Regions from separate parts of the Mus musculus genome. Here region 2 is linked to region 1. The links are chromatin contacts, called in public Micro-C maps. All regions are on one chromosome and are shown on one strand. The core of a region is the stretch at or near the end of the contact, and the rest is flanking DNA. Distances in the headings are between cores, read along the strand shown. Region 1 overlaps Arl15 (ADP-ribosylation factor-like 15). Region 2 overlaps Itga1 (integrin alpha 1).

Region 1 (5,260 bases), core at 462-2,961:
CGTGGATACACTCACCCGTATGGACATTCATGAAAGCGATCTGGTGGGGGAAGTCATAAGACAAAATGGTATTCTAGGTTTTGACTGAGCTGATTAAAAAATCTATAGATAAGGTGGTTGTCACAATGGTTGCCACCAGGACTCTTGTAGCCTCCAGGAGATGGTTCTCCTATAGGAGTTCAACTGATTATTTCTAAGTCGCTTACAAGCAGATGTCAGGAGAAGGAAATACAACCGGACCCTTTGGTTTAAATGGAGCTTCTGTGATGTCCCAAGTGAAGAGTACAGATCTGCACGCAGATCATCCATTGGAGAACGTGGTACTGAGTTCCACTGTGGCTTACAGTATACAAGTTGCAATTGTGGGCTATACCTGCTAACGCTTTGGACAAAAACTGCTACAGAGGGGTCCTGTTGGTTTTTGCATTTAAAAAAAGAAAGAAAGAAAGAAAGAAAGAAAGAAAGAAAGAAAGAAAGAAAGAAAGAAAGGAAGAAAGGAAGAAAGAAAGGAAAAAAAAAGAAAGAAAAAACAGTAATCTGAAGAAAAAAAAAAAAAAAACCCAGAGATTACAGACAGAAAACATTTAGGTGACAGAATTTTTAAAAGGGGTTTAGTCTCCACTAACATAGTCCTTTTAGGCCGCATAATTGAAGAACTCTAAAGAACCACAAAATAAACTGAAAATCCCAGACATAAAGAGATCCACTTATTAATTAAAAGCAGCTCCCTTTTGCTATTAAAACAAGGTTGCCCATGCATACTTTATTGCTGTCACAGTCTTGCATGAGGCAGTATTCAAAACACATAAAAGTGAAGTTGAATAGTTCTCTATGTGCGGAGTAGAGTTAAGTCATGTCTGCTTGCACAAAACTGTTTTTGCAAAGCCGCCACAGAGAGAGGACGGGCGTGAAAGAGAGTAAAACTGCACCAAGTCTCAAGTTCACCAACCAGAGGATCGGGGGTGGGAAGGGTAGGGTGGGGCGCCTTGTGGACAACGTGAGGTGAACCAGAAAAATGCCTGAAACTCTCCCTGTTGTAAAAACTGGAACCAGAAATCAAGACAATCACCACAAAAGAGGCAGGGAACTAATTAAATAAATTATATATTAATTAAATACAAGTTCTTTGGGGACCTTTTTTTTTTTTTTTTTAAAGTCTGGGTTTTGAATCCACGAAATGTATATCATAGTGGTTTCTCTGTGAGAAAAGAAAAGAAAGAAAAAAAAGAGAGAAAGAAGCAATAGTCACTGATAACATTCCATAATGTAGTTTTATTGTAAGCACATAAGGAACTTTGTGGTCCAAAGGCTCATTGTTCATACTAAACGTCCTTTAAAGCGATTGGGTAACCAGTCTGAAAAAATCAGGAACTAAACCAAAAAGGGAAAAAAAAAAAATCTGTCCTTCTGTAGCCACAGTGAGAATAAGTCACTGACATCTTAGATTAAAGGCAGCAGTGTTAACTGAAGCCAAGACTTACCAGACTCTCTGGTCTTAAGCACAGAAAATAAAGACATTTCTGGGATAGATTTTAAAACCAATCTCCTCATTTTATGATGCACCTATAACCGCATGAGAACTTCAACTGTATGGGCAGTGGCTGACCACCGCGGTGCCCTGATTTATACATGTTTACAGATTATACGGCACTGAAAAGTTACCGGTTACCCTATGTCCACACAGGGCACTGGCAGACAGGGAAAACGTGTTTGCCATCAAGGTCAAAGAAGCTTAGAAGCTGACCCAGCTGATAAACACAGTTTACTCCCACCCTCCCACAAACTCCATTTTCTTTTCCTTTGCAGAAGACTCTAAAGGAGCCAGACAGTTTCTAGAGCCCTGTGTGGAATCTGCTACTGAACTTTAGTCAGCCGGGTTCTCCCTGTAGATGGCTTCCTGGCGCGAGTTTGACGCGTCTCCTTACCTGGAAACCCCCGTAGGGGATCCCAGGACGCAAGCATTTTCCGCTGGAATAGCAGCACCTTCCCATCATGCCACTCTCTCAGCGCCCTGGGCACTCCAAGAGACCGCGGAGCACAGTCAGGACACTATGTCCTGGTTCTGTTTACTTACAGACCTATTTTCTAATTCAATTAAATAGCAAGCCCCATATAATCTCTCTGTCTCTCTCTCTCTCTCTCTCTGAAACCATCAAGAACCCCCAGATGACACAACACATATCATTTATTACTCTTGGTGGAGCCTCTGGGAACTGGTGGCAAGCAGTAAACTGGAAGGCCAGGTTTATAAATTCAAAGTGGGGTTGGTCGATGTGTCTTTTCTTCCTCTTTAATCCTAAACAAAAATCTAGAATTTAAGGCGCGGGTCGGGGAGGTGCCACTGGCCCTTCTCCCATCTGAGACTTTGTTTCTACTGAAAACCTACGTTCTTTCCCCAGATGGCTTCACCATAATGGAGAAAAGAATCCCCACTTTTTTACCTTTAGTCTGTATCACAGGTCGGGTGGGTGTATGTGGGGTTTTTGTGTTCACTTTTGATATTCTCCATTTAGGCTCATAGTACAAGGGTTGTGGTACGTTTCATGGAAGGCGGGAGACAGGGTCACAGAAATGATTTCCTGGGCTTTTCCCGGGATTGTGTCCAAGGCCCAGAGAGAAGGGGAAACACACCTTGATACACAGGAGCCAAGGAGACTGACTTCACTGTAAATGAACCACGCTGAAAGAGAGTGCTCTTCCGGGACCTGTCTTTTATTTTACAACAGGGAAAGCACTTGAGGTGATGGTGTGCGGGCACACGCACACACACACACACACACACACACACACACACACACACACACACACACACGGGGAGAGAGAGAGAGAGAGAGAGAGAGAGAGAGAGAGAGAGAGAGATCAGTTAATGAGACTCTAACTGGTACAAGAACAAATCTATCTATCTAAAGCCCTACTCTTCCTAAGTGTGGATTTCACACAAAGACCTAGATGTAAGGGAACCGATTTTACACGAATGCCAAATTTCCATCAAGCTGAGAACAGGACAGCCCCCAAACATGCAACAAATCATGGGCTCCCAGAAACATATTTGGCCAGAAACGTAAGGAGCAGAGTCAGAAGAGAGAAAGAGCAAGAAAAGAGGGAAAGGGGAGAAGGAAAACAGAAGGGAGTCTAGAGGTAAGAACAAAAGTGAGCCAGCGTGAAATGAAGGATGAATCCTAGAAGGGTAAGAAAGGGCTTCCCGAACCCCAGGCCCTCTCCCACTCCTGGGGGATGGATGGATGCCCCTCAGCTACAAGAGCCGTCCAGTGAACAAAAAAAGCCAAGGAGGGGGCAAACTTTAAACCAGTCCCTTGGGATATTCCAGTTAGAGGAATCATCTTTAGCTAAAGATTTCAAGATCAAGTGAGGCAACAATGTAACCTTATGTTTCCGAATGTGTCCTGCAACCTCCAGGTTTGCTTGGCTGATTCCCAGAACACGGAAAACAAAACCCAAAACAGAAGGTAAAAATAGCAAAAGGGATCTGGGCCACCATACGAATCTCTCCTTTGCAGGACAGTCCAGTCCCGGTGAACTCTGGCAGGGCGGGGCCCGCAACAAACCAGAACCGCTGCTTTGTTCATCAAGCGTGGGAAGTCGGTCCCTTTTAAGGGGTTGGAGCATCTGTGCAGCTGAAGGGAGGGGACAGCTAAGAGAGGAGTGGGGACACATATTCCTTCACTCTCAGCCACCGACCCCCTCAGTGTAAGAAAGAAGAAACGCAGGTGCACGTGCAGGGAAGGGTGAGGAAGTCTCTCCCAAGGCCTTGTTCCTTAGCTTGAGACTGGATGGAATTCAGGAGAGCTCAGACAGGTCACTCGAGAGTAAACTGGCCTTCCCACATCTTATCACCAGGCAGCTTTTATGACTCCACGTGGTAACAAGTCAACAGCACATCATCCTCTCACCATTGAAAGAAAGCAACAAAACAAGCAACCCTGTTCCCAGCATCGGGGATGAATTCCCTCCTGGGGAACAGATGTCAGACCCAAGCTTCTCCTCAGAGTCACACCACTATTGCACAGTGAGCACGTCTTGCCTGGGAAGTCAGTTTTGCAGCGTGCCTGGCCCAGCACTGGGTAAGACCAGATGCCCGTATGGAGCCTTCTAGAACTATGAAAGCTACCCAGCAATGAGTTTCCTGGTCAATTCCAGATTGATTTCTCAGTGTCGTGCCACCAAAGAGGATGATGTTTTCAGCAACAGAGTCTTACCATCTACTGAGGGGTGGGCAGCCAAGAGCAATGGAAAAAGCCTGACTGGTTCTGGTTATCTCTGGGACCTTAACAACCTGTGCCTGCCGCTGAGAGTTTCACTTGATAGCCCATGTCTTCTGGGAGGAGCACTAAATGTGGGCTACTTCTATTGAAACTTCATTAAAAAAAGAAAAAAATACCTGTATTTCTAATTAGTTTCCAAAACAGTAGCGCTTCTTTACACATCCAAATGTTCATGTTATCCAACTGTCCTCTAGATCATTCTATTTACACCTGTAGATTTGTGCTGTTCCCCAACCTGGTCAGAGACTCACTGCAGTGGGTAGCTGTGGGTGCAGAGATGTATTATCACTGAAATGTTAAAAATAAGTCCCAGGCTGGGGAGACGGTTCAGAGGTTAAGAGCACCGACTGCTCTTCCTAGAGATCCTAAGTTCAATTCCCAGCAACCACATGGTTGTGCTCGCTAGTAGCCTGATCTGCAGACTCACGATTAAGATTCTCAAAGCAAAGCTTCAAGAAAAATCTAAGAAGGGTCTACCCGAGGACTTACTACAGAGCATTAAATGGCATTTAAAAGTCCTACGGTCTTTCGAAAGAAAACAAGAACAAAACCACCTCTAATGAATGGAAGCGGGGGTTCAAACTATAATCCTGACACAGGCAAAATGGCCACACCCTACACTGAGAACGCACCAGGACCAGGAGAATATAGAACGCAAGCCAGGCCTCTCTTTGCAACGAGAAGGCCAGAGGAATAAATACCTCAACAGAGAGCAGAGCCTTGACTGCCCAGGACAGGGGGCGCACTGAGCACACGGAAAACCAAGCCGCAGGAAAACCAAGAAGTCAAAGCCAGATGTGGTGAGGGCTTCAACTGCATTAGGATAAAATGTGTTTGTGGCCATGCGGGGAAGGGACTTGAGGAGCCTCGGGTTTAGGAAGTTAAGTCTCAGCAGAGTGCTGTTGGGACGAGAGGCCGGAGTAACCGGCCAAGTCCGAGGAGGGGCTGGCTGACCTCCAGCAGCCGAAGTGTGAGAA
Region 2 (4,932 bases), core at 1,266-3,765, 1.1 Mb before region 1:
ACAATCAAGAATAAGAGATAATGAATTTGAAAGGGAATGGGGGTTTATGGGAAGGGCTGGAAAGAGGGGAGCACAAGGGAATGATGGAACTATATTTTTATGTTAAAATATATTTTTTTAAAAAAGAAAGAAAGAAAAGCGACTTTCCCAACCCCTTAAGTTCCTTAGCTAGAGGTGAGACCTCGGGAGCCTCTCCCAGTCCGTACTGGAATTTCAGCTGGGTTGATCTTGCCCGACCTTACATGGGGGACTGCAGAAGGTGTGGTGACTGTGCCGCACAGACATGACTACCGTCATCTTGGTTAACGCGGAGCATTAATACGAACCCCACCTGCCTTTCAGGCACATTTTTCCAGCTTAAATCTTACCATACGGGGAGAACTTCAGAGTGAAAACTCATCGCTGACTTTAAGCAGCAGCAACCGGAAACGAGAGGTAAGTGCGGCTGCGCGTCTGGAAACGTTACGGCATTTAAATGCAGACTTGGCCAGGGTGTTTTATGATCGTATACAGGGGTGTAAGCAGCGATTGAACGGACGCTCATGTCAGACATGGATTTGATTTCCATCGGCTTCTAATGTGATTTTCAGGCTTGGTCTTATTCCTTAGAAGCTAGGAAAGCCGTCATGTTTACAACTCACCAGCCATGTTTGACTTTATCGTCTCCTCCTCAGAAGACATTGTAAAATCTATTTGCAGAAAATGCCTGTGTGTGTGTGTGTGTGTATTTAAATATATGTGTATATATTTAGAACTGTATATGTATGTATGTTCTCACACACACACACACACAATTTGTTTTAAAACTCCTTCACTTAGTCATTGGAAAATCCAAAACAAAGATGAAGTCATTCAAGCTGAGTCCTTGGTAAAAGTACACGTATTTTATCCTTGACTTTTTAGAAAATTAAGCCGAAGGACTTATTTTAGACAAAAGCATGATTTTCTCATCCTGTCCTGGGAACATTTAGAAATCCCATCTGAGTGAGCCGTACCATTTAAGTTGTAAAACTCTGTTTCGAACTGCTCTACATTTTCGTCATAATAAATTTGATATTATGGGACATTGTGAGTAAATGAAAGGCATTCTCAAACGTAAACCAAATGTTTTCTCTGTATACAGTAATGAGATTAATTACACTGTTTGGTAGAAAAATAAAGCCCACCCGGACTCGGTGTTCCAGGAGTTCTGATGGGTGTTTATCAGCGTTAACAACCGTGTTTAATAATTTTCAGCTGGCTATTCAGATATCCAAAGACGGGCTCCCAGGCCGAGTGCCGCTGTGGGTTATCCTCCTGAGCGCCTTTGCGGGACTCCTGCTGTTAATGCTGCTTATATTAGCTCTGTGGAAGGTAAGCGCCATGGATACTGCCCATGCTTACTCCAACCACCAAGAGACAATGAGCAAAATAAGTTAGGAGTTATTGATGCTCTCGTACATAATAAAGTGCAAGCTTTCATGTGAGAAGAGAGATTTTTTTAAATGACTTTCATACATTGAGTCTCATTTTTACAGAGTCTCATTTTCACAAAGGAAAAACCATGTGCCTCGATTGGGGATACATATATCCAAAATCCCTGGGCATCCTTTTTACAGGGGAAGATTACTAAGGACCATTTAACTTAACATTTACCTAAAATTGTAATAAGTCTATCTCTTACTTTTTAAAGAAAGGAAAACAAAAACCTAGTTTTATGGCAAAAGTAGTCTGAAGTCCTATATCAATGAAGGACATACGAGGAATAGACTCATAATTGAGATGAACCTTGTTTTAGCCACTCTGTGTGTCTTAAAGATAAAATGCTTCTTTGGTGTATAAACAGAAAAGACAACATATTTTCTTTTGTGTGGCTGTATAAGGAACATGCAATACAATAGTAAAATAGTATAATGAAGAGCATAAGGTTCAGAGACCCCCTATACCAAAATCCTTTGGGAACACCAAGGTGGTAATTTGTTTTCTTTCAAGTTAATTTAGATATTTACTGAGATGGTCTAGGGTGAGAAATGTAAGAACATATTATTTTCAAACAAGCCATGATGATAGCTTTTATGATGAATTTATCAGAAAACAAAATAACAGAGAAAAGTTGAATTCAATATTTTTTCAATTAAATATGGAATTATAATTCTTTCTTGCATTAACATTTTACCTACTGCCTCTTTAAATAAAGCATGCAAAAATTAAAAACTGTAACTACATACTCATTTTTCTATTGTATGAACAGTAGAATTATTTTTATCTAGCGAAATTTTTTTTCTTGCTGAGCTACAACTATTATCACCCTTCCTGAGTTTTCTGTGATGACAAACTTCCTCTTTGGGAGATTTCCTCCAGGGAGAATATGCCCAAGCAGCTTTGGATTCCATAAACAGACTCTATGATCCTTCCCTATCAAAGCTCCAAGACACAGTTCACACTCAGCAGCATCCTCTGAAGTTCCTAGGGGCCAATGTTCTCTGCAGTACCTGGCTTGGCCACACTGTGGTACCCAAGGCCTGGTTTCTACATTGTGCTTGGCACAGACTGGTTTCCTGGCTTAGAAGCACCTCTGATTCACCCTGTGCCTGAGGATGCCTCCTAGTTAGTGTGATGATGTCCTTCTAATTAGTGTGAGCGCTGACTGAGCTCATATGGCATGACGTTAGGGCTCAAGGACAGTCAGGCTGATATTAGGATGAGTTCCACTGACTTCATACCTCTATTTAAACCAAACAAACAAAAGGGAATTTTCACCCACCTGTTTCTAATTCCTTAGTTTGAAAAAGCCCAGATAGAAAAATAAAAACATTTCCAGAAAGTGTTGTGTTGATACCTACTTACAGCTTCTACGATTGTCTTTGCCACCCACAAACGGTCAGCTAACAAACTCTGGGCTGTCTTGCCATGTATGTTTAGTTAGTTCAAACGCCTTCCGGAAAGGCTGCACAATCGCAACTCTGACTCTATGACAGACAGAAGGAGCTAGCTCTTAGTAAGTGCTTACCATGTCCCAGGAACTCTGTTAAGCACCCTGCTTCCAAGCATCCTTGCTATTATGACCCTTAGTGTAGAAGTTGGGTCTGCTTCTTCCTCCCAGAAATAAGACCCACTCTCAAAATATATTTATAATATCTGACTAGATCATAACTTAACCCATTTATTTTAACTTAGACTTTGCCCCATGGCTGATTTCCTGTGCTCAGATACCATGCATCCAGCTCTTCACATCTTCCCAGGGCAAATCTGCCTAACATTAAATCCCAGAATTCTTTCTGCCTCCCGGATGTCCCACCTTCTAGTCTACCCTTTCCAATAGGCCATAGGGTTTTCTTTTAATTGACAGGTGCCACATCCATACAGACACAAGATATTCGCTGAACACCTCAGTCTCTAAACGAGGAATGAAGTTACAGACAAGGTTTGCATGTTTTTCAGGGCCGCAAAGACAGTAATATTCTGAATAAGAGTTTGAGTAGATATTAACTGATTCCATTCTGTGGTCCTTACAACTTTTATAGCAATACATTGTAACTGCATTTTACACCTGTAAATGTTAAAACAAAGGTAAGGAGACTTAGTGAACCATGCCCACCCCACCCCACCCCAACCCCAAGATTATCAAGGAGCGAACAACTAGATACAACTAGCATTGTTTCTAAAACCTCTGCATTTTTTAAAAATAAATTCTTTGGCTGAACAGTACAGGGTATAGGATCATGATTCCTTTGAAACATGTAAAATACTTGACTTAGAAAAAAAATTCAGAGAACATATAAAACAAAATACTACAGTTGGAAGAAAAACCATGAGAAGCAAGGACATGCCTTTTATTATTTGATTCACACGATGTCCAAGTCCCATTGCTGATGAGTCTTCATCTTACAGCTTTGTCGCCCACCCAGCATAACTTATTGATGGGAATATGGTAGTTCCCCATAGTTGGTTTCTCTCTGGAAAACTCCAGGATCCATCAACTGCTCATCAAAATATAATGCAGTATATATAATAAGATACTCTGGGAAATTTTTAAAAATTCACTTGCCTAACTTTTATCATAACACAGTGTTATGAGAATCTTATTTTATTAGTCATTATTGTTAATTTCTTACTAATTTATATCACTTTCATCATCAAAATGTACAAATAGGATAAAACAAAACTTCGTGTCTGTCACTCATTACTGCCATGTTTCAGGCACCCAGACCTGTGGATAAGGAGGACTGGTGTAGCATTACGTTTTAATCTTTTATTAATCGGTATTCATTTGTTTATTCAACACTTATTCCACATTATGCATTGACCACCTACTTCTTGCCACAGGGTATTGAACTAGGTTAATTCTATAAAGGAGAATTTATAATTCAGAAATCAAAACAGGAAAGCAACACCCTATAGAAGGTCTAGGGGGGTCACAAACTTACTTTTCGTTTTTCAATTCTTGGCTAAGATCGTCTTTGTTTAAGTTTGCTTCCCTTAGTAAAATTAATGTTTGGAGAATTTGAGTGGAAAAGTTACGATCAAGGTAGTTTCATCTGGAAGATAGACTTTTAGAAACATTTTTTAAAAAGAAGACAGCTGGCTGGGAAGGGGCGGGTTTTGAGAGGAAGGCGAGCCAATTGACAAACGGCTGGGGAGAACCGGAAGAAGGTGGATCTTAAATACTTGGCTCCCCTCTGGAGAAGCCTCTGATTTACTCTCACCTCAGGGCAGGTGCGGAGCTTCTGTGGTTGCCACCCAGGAAATGACTGGTGTTCAGGAAAACACAAAGTCACAGCAGCTTTCACCATCACTTGTTCATACCACCCCTTACCTCGTCTTCTAGCAACTACGTCCTGGCGGACCACAGCCCTGGCTAACGTCCTAACATGGAAATGCATATTTTTCATCATTTGCTCCTTTAAGCCCTCTAGTGCTCAGTCATTAAGTGTGTAGTCCCCGACTATGAAG

The links. A called contact is a pair of places that touch in the nucleus more often than the background predicts.
Region 2: a contact with region 1 is called in a Micro-C map of granulosa cells, with 2.8 times the contacts expected there. The contact joins two enhancer-like sites. A contact is called at or near these places in 3 of 15 datasets of contacts at CTCF or cohesin (embryonic stem cells, large pre-B cells and pro-B cells), 79 of 484 Hi-C or Micro-C datasets (3T3-L1-derived adipocytes, the AtT-20 cell line, B cells and 54 more), 4 of 115 datasets of contacts at active chromatin or transcription factors (astrocytes, bone marrow-derived dendritic cells, fibro-adipogenic progenitors and 1 more) and 1 of 9 other capture datasets (embryonic stem cells).

Annotation. Positions count from the first base shown.
Region 1 is chr13:113,872,037-113,877,296 of GRCm38.p6, reverse strand. The region is part of intron 1 of Arl15 (ADP-ribosylation factor-like 15); the gene reads right to left. Among named protein-coding and RNA genes, the nearest start is that of Arl15, 80 kb to the right of the region's middle. Within about 2 kb of position 1,711, at least 6 of the 459 cell types and tissues checked have an H3K27ac peak or open chromatin away from gene starts, as enhancers often do. A contact at or near this core is called in granulosa cells, where this site is marked.
Region 2 is chr13:114,962,019-114,966,950 of GRCm38.p6, reverse strand. It overlaps Itga1 (integrin alpha 1), which reads left to right. Exons shown (of 29, transcript NM_001033228.3): 27 at 343-435; 28 at 1,237-1,353. Among named protein-coding and RNA genes, the nearest start is that of Itga2, 32 kb to the right of the region's middle. Within about 2 kb of position 2,515, at least 146 of the 459 cell types and tissues checked have an H3K27ac peak or open chromatin away from gene starts, as enhancers often do. A contact at or near this core is called in granulosa cells, where this site is marked.